Linked DNA regions of Sus scrofa: all the other regions are linked to region 2. The links are chromatin contacts, called in public Hi-C maps. All regions are on one chromosome and are shown on one strand. The core of a region is the stretch at or near the end of the contact, and the rest is flanking DNA. Distances in the headings are between cores, read along the strand shown. Region 1 holds the start of FUT2 (fucosyltransferase 2). Region 2 holds the start of CA11 (carbonic anhydrase 11). Region 3 holds the start of MAMSTR (MEF2-activating motif and SAP domain-containing transcriptional regulator).

Region 1 (3,702 bases), core at 178-2,677, 36 kb before region 2:
CAGAGGCTTAGGGAGTGGTGAGCAAGGGGGTGGGGGGGGCAGGCATGGGGCAGGGGCTGGGAGGTTGGAGACCAGGAGAGGACCCCCTGCGGGCAAGGGGAGCCCTGCCAGCAGGAAGGCTCTGCAGCTTCTGGCAAATGGAAGGAGCCTGCCTTTCCCTCTAGTCGTCAGAGGTCAGGAAATCCATCCCCTCTCTCTTTTGGCCCTCGGTCCTCACTGGACGGCTCAAGGTCCCTTCCGCCATCCGGGACCCCAGGGAGTCATCCCATGGTGGGGAGAGGTTGCCATAGGATATAGAACAGAAGAGAGCCCCAACTTTGAACCAAGCTCCAGGTCCCTCAGGAAAATGGGGCGGGGGGGGCACAAAAACCTGCCCAGCATTTATTTTCAACTTTCTAGTTCCCATCCCCTTCTCTCTGTTCCAGGCCTAGCCTCACCCTCTTCCCTCCTGGAGGCCAGCCGCAGCCTCTGTGCCTCTCCTCTGCCCCCCTCAGCCCTCAGCATCTGTTCCCAACCAGAGCTAGCCCTATCCCGCCTCAGCTCAAACCGCCCCCCTCCCCTTCCTCAGGCCCAGCCCAGTCACACCCAGTGATGAGCGAGTCCTGTTCCCGCTCGGAAGGCGCCCCCCGCCCTCCTTCTCCCGCAGCTCAGGGCCCGCCGGGCTGCAGGTTCCTCCCCACCCACACCGGCTCCGGCAGGTCCGCCCGGCTTCTCCCCCACCTGAAATTCACACTCTAAGCAGGAGCGCTGGGGAAGAGCCTAAGACAGAAAGTGGGGCTCCCACCTTGAAACCCCGAACAGAAAGGCTGAATCAGGATAGAACTGGGGAGCCAGGGAGCCGGCCACCTCCCGGGCGGCGCCAGGGCAGGCCTGCGCGGGGCGCCCACAGGGGCTCGGCTCTGGGCCGCTCCAGGGACTGCGGACCCTGTTCTGGCCTCTCACTCTCGGAGGAAACCGAGGACAGGAAGGAGGGTGGGAGCTGGTGGCCTCGGGTGGGGATGGGGAGCGCGGCGGTGACGGAGGGGACCGGGTGCTAACAACAGGTCTGCTGGGAAGGAAGGTGATGGGGGCTGAGGAGGGTGCTGGGGGCTGACCGGGAGGTCAGGGGGCCGGTGCGCTGGGGCAGAGGAGGTGGAGGCCCCGAGGCGGGGTCCATCCCAGAGCGGGTCAGAGGCCAAGGAGTGGCCGGTTGAGTCTCCACTTGGCCCTGAATCCCAGGGGTCAAGCCTCTTCCCAGCTCTCTGCCGTGTGTGAGTGTGTGTGTGTGTGTGTGTACGCGAGTGTGAGCTGCGGTGCAGGGAGCGCCCCCCACTCGCCATCTCTCACCTGGTTCTGGCTGGAAGGCAAAGTGGCGCTGCTGGCAGCTCAGCAGGCTCCCTCCCCTCGGGTCGACTCCTCTCTCTGAATCTCTCGAACCTTCCAGCACCAAGGGCTGAAAACCCCGCCCAAGATCTACTCCAGGGGTAGGCGGGGTGGCCAGGCTGCCCCAGCCAGGTGAGCCCAGAGCCCCTCCGTCTTCCTCCCTCCTCCCCCAGCGCTGCAGGGACTAGGGCTCCGTGGCCGGGCAACCTGGAGGAGGGCAGCCTGGAGGAGGGCAGCCTGGAGGAGGGCCACCCAGGCGGAATGGGCCCGCTCCTCCTCCGCCCGCAGTGAGGCCCGCAGTGATTTCTCACAACTGTTAGCACTTACTGGCCTACCAACCTCATCCCACCTTCACAACTCTGTGAGAGCCACAACACCCTGTGCCCCTCGGTAAAGCGGGGAAAACTGACAGAGAGAGGCCAAGAGACTTGCCCAAGGTCACATGGCCAGAAATACAATACTGGCCATGGAATACAAAACCAGGCAGGCCGGAATCTTGGAAAACACCTGGCAGGTAGCCACTCTTCTCAGCTGCACTCACTTCACAAACGGTTCTCAGCTGCCCCTGTTGTGGCTTAGGGGGTTAAAAACCCAACAGAGTGCCCATGAGGATGCGGGTTCGATCCCTGGCCTTGCCACAGCTGTGGTGTAGGCTGGCAGGTGCGGCCATAAAAATAATAATAAAAAAAAGATTCTCTTAGGAAATGACCATTCTGCTGGCTTGCATCTCTCTTTTTTTTTTTTTTTTTTTTTCTTTTTTGCTATTTCTTGGGCTGCTCCTGCGGCATATGGAGGTTCCCAGGCTAGGGGTCGAATTGGAGCTGTAGCCACCGGCCTACGCCAGAGCCACAGCAACGCGGGATCCGAGCCGCGTCTGCAACCTACACCACAGCTCATGGCAACGCCAGATCGTTAACTCACTGAGCAAGGGCAGGGACCGAACCAGCAACCTCATGGTTCCTAGTCGGATTCGTTAACCACTGCGCCACGACGGGAACTCCTGGTTTGCATCTCTTAATGGTAATTATGGGTCCGGGAAATGCTTGTCTACAGCTGCCAAAATCAGACGCGAGACTGGGGGGGAGCTTTACTGGGGAGGGATGAAGTGGGCATCTCCAGAGCACCCGGCAGTCCTAACACTGAAAGACGAGCAGCCCCGCTGCACCCCCTCCAGAGAGGTGACAGGAGGTCCCTGCACCAACTAGAAATGCCTACTTCAGCCCAACACCGCCAAAAAGAAAAAAGAAAGGCCTCTCCCTGCTATCTCCAGTTTTCAGAAAACGGGAGGGAAAAGTTGCCAGGGAAGCAACACCATGAGGACACAGCAGCCAAGTCCAGAACGTGGGAGCCGGCCTACCAGACGAGGGGCTGCTGGTTTCCCCAGCGAGTCCCTGACAGAGAAGAGCAGCCCAGAGGGGAAACTTTTTTTGTTTTCCTCTTTTTTAGAGCTGCACCCGGGGCATATGGAGATTCCCAGTTCCCAGGTTAGAGATCTAATCAGAGTTACAGCTGCTGGTCTACACCACAGCCACAGCAACACCAGATCGAGCCATGTCTGTGATCTACACCATCTCACATCAACACCGGATCCACAACCCACCGAGCGAGGCCAGGGGTCGAACCTGCAACCTCACGGTTCCTAGTTGGTTTTGCTTCCTCTGTGCCACAACAGACACTCCGGGGAAGCTTATAACACATGGAAAGCAGAGTCAGAGCTTAGACACATGTAAGCAGCGTTTTCACCTGTACGAATGTCTAACAGGCTGTTCCAGAGTCATGGGGATTCTTCACTGCGTAGCTTTTAACAGCCCTGGCCCTCGGTCACTAAGCACAGGGCTAGGGCTGGACAACCACTGTGCAAACGAGAAAGGACCCCATGGATTCCCAGAATACCCCCCAGGGGACAGCACTCCCTTGATTTGAGAACTGTTGCCCTAACCCTCTGCTCTCTCAGGACCAGGGCTGCACAGGTAAATGCTTAGTAACCAGCTCTCTGAAGAAGAAAATCCTGCTTGGTAGCATTTGCTAATTTCCATGGTATAAAAACGGCCACTGGCCGATGGCTTCATATTGTATGATTATTTATCTGAAACATCCAGAACCCACAAATCAAGAGAGACAGAGAGGACCGGAGTGGTTGTCCGGGGCTGGAGGGAGGGGAGTGGGGACTGACTGCTCTAGGTGTGGGTTTCTTTTTAGGGAATGAAAACGTTCTGGACTTCAATCATGGGAAAGGTTGCACAACGTTGTGAGTGGGCTAAAAACCAGCGCAGCATACACTTTAAAGTGGCAGACTGATTACTGCCACATCTGTCTGTGACGGGACCTCGTCTCAGGCAG
Region 2 (3,376 bases), core at 208-2,707:
TGGCATCTTGCTCTTCCATCTCTAACCTGCAGTGTGCATCTCTCTGCTTCTATCTCTAAGTGTGTGTGTCTGTATCTTTCTCTGCCTCCACCTGTTATCTGTCTCATTCTGTATTTTTTTCCCCCCTGTCATTCTGGGGGTCTCTGTCTCTGTGTATCTTATCAGTTTCTGCATCTCTTGCATTCACTGTATGTCCCAGGTCTCTCTCTCTCTTTCTCTCTCTCTCTTTCCCCCTCTCTCTGGTCTCCCGCGGCTGCCCCCACCTCCCTGCCTGTTTATTTTCTACCCTGCGTCTCCTGCCAAATCTCCCCATCTCAGGCTCCTCTTCCTCCTCAAGCCTCCGCAGCTCCCTGACCTCACCTCTGCTCTCTTGCCTCAGCCTCCCCGGCTCCTCCTCCTGCCTCCTCCCGCTCCCCCACTCTCTCTCCAAGTCTCTGCCTCCCCCTCCTGGTCAGCGGCCCACACCGCACTCCGGTCTCCCAGGGGATCCCCTAGCCGGGTTAAGGGAGCCCCTGGTGGAGGCTTGGGTGATGCATCCGGCGGGGGGCTGCAGGCGCTGTGCAGGCTCGCACCTGGGTCCCTGCGAGCTGGGGGATCCCGGATCCTTCAGGGCCAGTGGCCCTGAGCGTGGAGACACCCGAGGACTCTCCCAGCTCCACCTTAAGGGCCCCCCCCTTCCCCCTTCTGCGGAGGATGGAAACTGCCAGCTCTTGGGCCCCAGGTGTCCGGGCCACCCCCGCCCCCGTGGCCCCAGCGCGGCTGGGAGCTGGGGACGAGTCCCCCCCCCCAACAACCTCTCTATCCTGCCCCTGGGAGTACTCCCTCCACCACCACCCACACACACCAGCCCAGGGAGGGGTGCTCGCTGCTGTGAGAGCCCCCCCCAACAGAAAAATTAAATAACAGCAAGAGAGAGAAGGGGGGGAGGGAGAAGAGCGAGACAGAGAAACAGAAGAGGCAGGAGAGGAGGAGGTGGGGGGAGAGAGAGAGGGGGCAGCGGGAGGCCGAGAGGGAGAGAGTGAGGAGGAGAAGAAGGGGAGAAGGAAGAGGCAGGAGCAGAGGAGGGAGAGAGGGAGGAGGAGGAGGTGAGAGAAGCAGGATGGAGACATGGAGTTAGGAGGCTGGGGAGAGCTTAATGAAAAGAGAGCGAAGAGGGGGGTGTGGGTTAGAAGCCCAGGGGTAACCCGAGGGAAAAGCAGAAGGCAGAGGAGAGGAGTAGGAAGACCGGGAGACAGAGGGAGACTCGAGGGCTTGGGGAGAGAGGCGAGGAAGGAGACACGCCGAGAAGGAGCAGGGGAGTGGGTGGGGTAGGGGGGTCTCAGTCCCCGGCTGCCTCAGAAATTGGGAACTGGGGCTCCCCGTGTGGAGGAGAGGAAGGCTGCAAGTCCTTGGGGGGTCGGGGTTCCACAGAGAAGGGAAGGAGCTGGGGGGTTGGGGGTCAGGGCATTGGGATAGGGGTCGCCCCGAGGCTTCCCCGGGATGGGGGGTGCAGCTCGTCTGAGCGCCCCTCGAGCGCTGGTACTCTGGGCAGTACTGGGGGCGGCAGGTAAGGCCTGGGGGGGTCGGGGCAGGAGCCCCTCAGGGAGGGGTGGGGGTGGGGTGTCCAGGAGAGGGTTTCAAGCCGCTGTCTCCCCAGCTCACATCGGACCCGCACCTGACCCAGAGGACTGGTGGAGCTACAAGGATAATCTCCAGGGAAACTTCGTGCCAGGTGCAGCCAGGGCGGGGACCCAGGCGTCTGGGCAGCCAGGCTTTCCTCCTGAGACCCCGGAGTCCGCTCCTCCCCTGCCCCCCCCCGCCCCCCCCCCCATCCCCAGGACCCAGGAGTCCTAGCCCCTTCCTTCCTCCCTCCGGAGGCCCAGCCTCTGACCCCGGGTGGCTCAGCATGGGACATTATACATGCGCATTTCGAGTCGGGAGTGGGAGTGAGTGGAAGGCAAGGGAGTGTGGGGGTGGAAGAGTGTGTGTGTGCTTGCTGGGAAAGACCAGGTAGGTCCTGGCTCGTACTGAGAACCAGAGGTTCGGGGCCCGGTTCTCCACCTGGTCCAGCCCTCTCTTGCAACTCCTTCTCCCCAGTACATTCATCAACCAGCTGTGGGATAAGGGAGACTGAAGAACTACAACTCCCATGGGCTCTGGGGCAAGCAGGCAGGGGATGGGTAGGCTGGCCACCTCACAGACTGCTGGGAGTTGTAGTTTCTTCCCCAAAGACCATTGATGATAGGTTTGATCAAAGAGAGGCTTGGAGGTGTTGGGGGTAGGGGGGCGGTATAGGAAACTCCTCTAAGAGTCTTCTAGGACCCAGGACTCTGCATTTCAGCCACCTCCTCCCTCAAAGTCAGGAAACCACAGCCTTCCCAGCAGATCCCAGCACTGAGATCTAGTCCCTACTTCTGACTCCCTTTCCTCCCTGCCCCACCTCTGCTCCCAGGGCCTCCCTTCTGGGGCCTGGTGAACGCAGCCTGGAGTCTGTGTGCTGTGGGGAAGCGGCAGAGCCCTGTGGATGTGGAGCTGAAGAGGGTCCTTTACGACCCCTTTCTGCCCCCACTGAGACTCAGCACTGGGGGAGAGAAGGTAAGTGGCCTGTTGGGAGGGGTTACCAAACCCCACTGGGCTTGAGTTGGGGTCGGGGGTGGGGCATGAGCTGGGAGGCTAGCCTGGGGGAAGGAGCCCTACACTGAGCAGAGAGGAGGCGCTGTCCACCCTTAAATGGATCCCTGATTCTTCCCTCTCCAAACATGGCCTCCTAGTCTTTCCATCTCTTGGAAGCAATGGTAAGACAGACCATCTCCCGTGCCAGGCACTGTTTTCGAACCTGATAAATCGTCTCATCTTCACAACTCCATGAAATAGATGCTATTGTTATTCTTATTTTAGGGATGCAGAAACTGAGGCACAGAGAGGTGAAGTCACTTGCCTGAGGTCACACAGCTAGAGAGTGCCAAGGCTGGGATTCAGACCTAGGCAGTGTGGTCCCAGAATCCATGCTCTTCCCTCCACTGCAATACTGTTTCTTATAAGAGCTGGCACCACCCTTCACTCAGTGGCCCCAGCCAAGTCTCCGAGCTCTTCCCCCTCCCATTTCCTCCCTCACTCCCACTTGCTACCGGTGCCCTTTCTAGCCTACCTGCTAAATAGCATTTCACTTCTGGTCTCTCCACTGCCATCATCTTGCACCTGGATTGATGCCATAGAATCCCTGCTGGCCTGCTTCTCTGCCTCCTGCAATCCATTCTCCATCCCACAGCTAGAGAGATGTTTAAAAACACAAACTGGATCATACCACTCTCGGGCTCAAAATCCTTCTATTAGGATAAGTCGTAACAGCAAACACTTATACAGCATTTACCGTGTACCCCGCACTGTGCCAAATGTG
Region 3 (3,862 bases), core at 1,234-3,733, 59 kb before region 2:
GCACAGTGGCTCAGTAATGAGCGGTCTGGGGCCCTTGAACCCAAGCAGTCTGCTTGGTTCAGAGTCTCTGGTTTTAACCACCCTGGTGATTCTGTTGCCTAGATCTAGGTTAGGTTCAGAAATTTTCAAACAGAGGAGCTCCCGTTGTGGCTCAGTGGTTAACGAATCCAACCAGGAACCATGAGGTTGCAGGTTCGATCCCTGGCCTTGCTCAGTGGGTTAAGGATCCGGCGTTGCCGTGAGCTGTGGTGTAGGTTACAGACGTGGCTCGGATCTGGCGTTGCTGTGGCTCTGGCGTAGGCCAGCAGCCACAGCTCCAATTAGACCCCTAGCCTGGAACCTCTATATGCCACAGGAGCGGCCCAACAAATGGCAAAAAATTTTTAAAAATTTAAAAAATGAAAAAGAAATTTTCAAACAGATCCGAAAAGTAGCCATAGTAGATAACAACACCTCTGCACACAGTAACATAAATTAATGGTCAGTTTTGTTCTTCTCCACCCACACCTACCTCCCCATGTATTCTGAAGCAGACACATTTTTCTTTTTTAAAGCCGAGCGTGTGCCCTTTCCCCACCATCTCTTTGGTGACAACAGGCCTCACAGTGCCCAGAAGACACCGCACAGACACCACTGTCTACCCACTACATCCATGCCCTCTATGGAGGGCCTTCCTCAGGATCTCTCATCCCATTTTCCCACCAGGCTTCGTGGAGCAGCCTACGAACTGACCATCCCACACTGACCCCTGCTCAGCTCCACCATTTGCTCAGCCATTACCAGCTGGGTCCTGGCCGCGGGCCTCCACCTGCCTGGGATCCTCCCTCTGCAGAGCGGGATGCTGTGGACACAGGTGGGGAGAAATCGGGACACAGGCATTGGGACTGTCAGCTTTCTCTAGGTCCTGAGAACCTAGCAATCCACAGCCTTCTGATCAGGATTCTGGACCCAAACCCTTTCCTCCTCCCAGGATCTAAGTGCTGGATCCCAGGATACAGGATTCTCCTTCAGGATACAGGGGTTCAGCCCTCAGCCTCTTTCCCCCGCAAATTACCCCCTTCACCTAGGAGGCCAGATTCCAGGCCTCTCCACTCTAAGGAATCTGTGAAATGAAGTGCCCAGCCCTTCCTTACGGATCCAAGAACCCAACCAGGTCGCCCATTTCCCAGGCCACAGTGGCCTTGCATAGTCTGAACCACAATTCCCATGATGCTTGGGCACCCCAAGGGGAGCCTTTGTGGGGACCCTGCTACAGGAGTTGCTGGTGGGGGGTGTTAAGTTTTTCCTTCCTTCGGGTGTGACGCAGCCTCGGCTCTCCCCGACACTGCTGCCTCATGCCCATTTTCAGAGCTTAACTCCTTGTTCTTCGGTCTCATAGGGGACATCTTCGAAAGCTTCTCCTCCCACCCTCCCCTCATCCTGCCCTTGGGCAGCTCGCGCCTCTGCCTCACCGGTCCGGTGACCGACGACGCCCTGCATCGTGAATTGCGCAGGCTCCGCCGCCTCCTCTGGGACCTTGAGCAGCAGGAACTACCAGCCAATCATCGCCACGGACCTCCCGTGACCACGCCTCCTTGAACACCCATATCGAACGAACGCGCGAACCTTGAAAATTCCTTGGCTTCTAGCCACTAGAGCCCACCCGAGCGCAAAGCTTTCTGGGAATTGTAGTTTTTTTTCCCCCGCGTGGAATACTGGGAGTTTGAGTTCTGGAGTAGTAGAGGATGGGACAATGGGAAGATGGGTTTGGGATTTGAGTACCAGCAGCAATAAAGGTATCTGTCGGATTGGCAACGTCTCACTTGTTAAGACTTGGGAGCGGTGGTGATATTGATTTTCTGTGAAATGAGGCATCAGGGCCCTTGCCGGGAGTGTTGGGCTCCTGCCGAGTTCGCCGAGGTATTTATAGCCACGGCCTCAGCTTGCCCTCTTACATGTAATCCAACCCAGGAGCACGGGGGCCTCCCATGCATTTAAGGACAGGGCTTTAAACTTGTTCTGCCAAAGATCAGTCCTGCCAGTGGGAAATAGCCAACACTTGAAGGGTGACCTCCGAAGCCCATACTCCTCTCTCAGACCCAGGTGTCTGGGTTTCCAAGTCCCTTCTGGCCCTTTCTGCCTGTCGAGCACACCGATGAGTCAGTCTCAGCACCTCTTGTCCCTGTTCTGGAATCCCTCTTCCTTCACACCCGAGAGTACGGAGCTCCCAACCCACTCCTTCAGGCCCAGGAGTCCAAGTCCCCGGCCCTTTCTCTTCGAACGCAGAAATCAGGTCCCCAGCTCCCTCCTCCATCAGAACCAGGAATCCAGGGCTCCAGTTTGAACTTTTCACTCCCCTGAATCCGACTCCCGCTGCTGCGTCAGGGAAAAAGTAAGCGACAGGTGGCACCTGCCTGCAAGGCCGGGGCACGACCACCTGCCGCTGCTGCTCACCCTGAGCCCCTCTCCTGGCACCTGCTTCTGTCAGTCCGACCCCCGCTGCCCCGCCCCACTCCAGGAGGCGGAGGAGGAGGAGGCAGGAACCCCGACGTCAGTCCCGCCCCAGGCCCTCGCAGCCCGTGCTCCCGCCCCTTCTCGGGATGCCAGGAGGGGCTCCGGTCTCCCCCGCCAGCCTCCACCGCTCTCGACGCGCCCCCTAAAGGCTGGTGGGGCGGGGCCTGCGGCCTCTGGCTTAGATCGCGGGACTGAAGCGGCTGCAAAGCACGACTGCGCAGAGCCCACCTGGTGAGAAGCCCCTGGGGTGCGGGGTGGGAGGGGAACCCGCCCTAACTCTTCTGTCACCTCTCTGATCCCAGTCCCTTCCCCATCGACCGTGGTGGCTGACATCCACCCACGCCCTTCTAAAAAGCAGGAGGCAGAGACCATTCTGCTCCCCTGGGACCTGCCCTTGATCAAGGCTGTTGGTTAGATTTTAGGCCCCTCGGAGTATTGAGTTCCTGCCCTTCATCCCCTTTTCCTTCCTCCCCTTTCACAGATCTGGGGTCCAGGCCACCAGTGCCCTCCTTCTTAGGACCCAGGAGCCCCAGACTTCAGGTCCTTTCTCCCTCAGGCTCCAGGATTGGGGCCTTCAGCCCCTTCTCCCTCACACCCAGAAGTCCTGGTCCCCAGCCCTCTGGTCTCTCACACCCAGGAGTCTGGGCCCCCAGTCGCCTCCTTCCCCAGGATTCAGAAGATACCACTCAAGGCCTCCCCCTTCTCTAAGTTCCTTAGGCCCTTTCCCTGCTGTGTTCACATGCGGGGGACGCCTTCTGACCTCCACTCTGACCCTGCCTCCTGTGGGGGCCCTGCCCTCCCCAGTCCAGGTCCCCGACCAGCCTTGGCAATGACCCTGGCGGCTTCCTCCCAGCGCTCCCAAATCATTCGTTCCAAGTTCCGATCGGGTGAGAAGCTTCTCTCAATGAATGTAGGGGAGGGGTCCCCCGGTCCTGGGGACATAATCTGACTCTGGGAGTGTGCACGGCGGCGGTGAGATGGGAGGGGGGTGGTTACACCCAGGAGACATATGTTTTCTGTGCAAAAGATAATTTGTGTGTATAAAGGAAGCTCCAGCAAAGCAGTCGAGTTGTGGACAGTGAGTGTACAAATGGCTAGTGCGATGCTCACTCGAACAGTGGGGAGTAGACTTGGGGTGGGTGTGCAGAGGGCCGGTACCGTAAAGGCAGAGGGGTTTAAACTGATACTGTGCAAAGAGGAGGAGCACCCAGCGCTGGGACTTCAGAGTGCCCGGTGTGGAACTGTGGGTGAGGGAGGGGACAGTGAGTTGGGAAGCCTCGAAAGGGTCAAAGGGTGCACTGCATGTCCCAGCGCAGGTGGAAAGTGTGCACGTGGGGATACCTGGAAGTCAAGTCCTGAGTAGACAGCG

The links. A called contact is a pair of places that touch in the nucleus more often than the background predicts.
Region 1: a contact with region 2 is called in a Hi-C map of epiblast stem cells, with 5 times the contacts expected there. The contact joins the promoter of FUT2 here to the promoter of CA11 in region 2. A contact is called at or near these places in 3 of 47 Hi-C or Micro-C datasets (embryonic fibroblasts, epiblast stem cells and skeletal muscle).
Region 3: a contact with region 2 is called in a Hi-C map of skeletal muscle, with 4 times the contacts expected there. The contact joins the promoter of MAMSTR here to the promoter of CA11 in region 2. A contact is called at or near these places in 1 of 5 promoter capture datasets (fetal skeletal muscle), 20 of 47 Hi-C or Micro-C datasets (alveolar macrophages, brain, embryonic fibroblasts and 12 more) and 1 of 2 datasets of contacts at active chromatin or transcription factors (skeletal muscle).

Annotation. Positions count from the first base shown.
Region 1 is chr6:54,032,391-54,036,092 of Sscrofa11.1, reverse strand. FUT2 (fucosyltransferase 2) reads right to left here and starts at 1,427. Exons shown (of 2, transcript NM_214069.1): 1 at 1,327-1,427.
Region 2 is chr6:53,996,725-54,000,100 of Sscrofa11.1, reverse strand. It overlaps CA11 (carbonic anhydrase 11), which reads left to right and starts at 1,457. Exons shown (of 9, transcript NM_001004038.1): 1 at 1,457-1,546; 2 at 1,637-1,711; 3 at 2,432-2,574. The coding sequence starts at 1,480. It overlaps LOC110261016 (a long non-coding RNA gene), which reads right to left. Exons shown (of 3, transcript XR_002344719.1): 2 at 3,128-3,247.
Region 3 is chr6:54,056,680-54,060,541 of Sscrofa11.1, reverse strand. MAMSTR (MEF2-activating motif and SAP domain-containing transcriptional regulator) reads left to right here and starts at 2,483. Exons shown (of 9, transcript XM_021094689.1): 1 at 2,483-2,724; 2 at 3,203-3,380. The coding sequence starts at 3,233. It overlaps RASIP1 (ras-interacting protein 1), which reads left to right. Exons shown (of 13, transcript XM_003127281.5): 12 at 706-853; 13 at 1,379-1,794. The coding sequence ends at 1,578. All of the region lies in intron 1 of LOC102161741 (a long non-coding RNA gene), which reads right to left.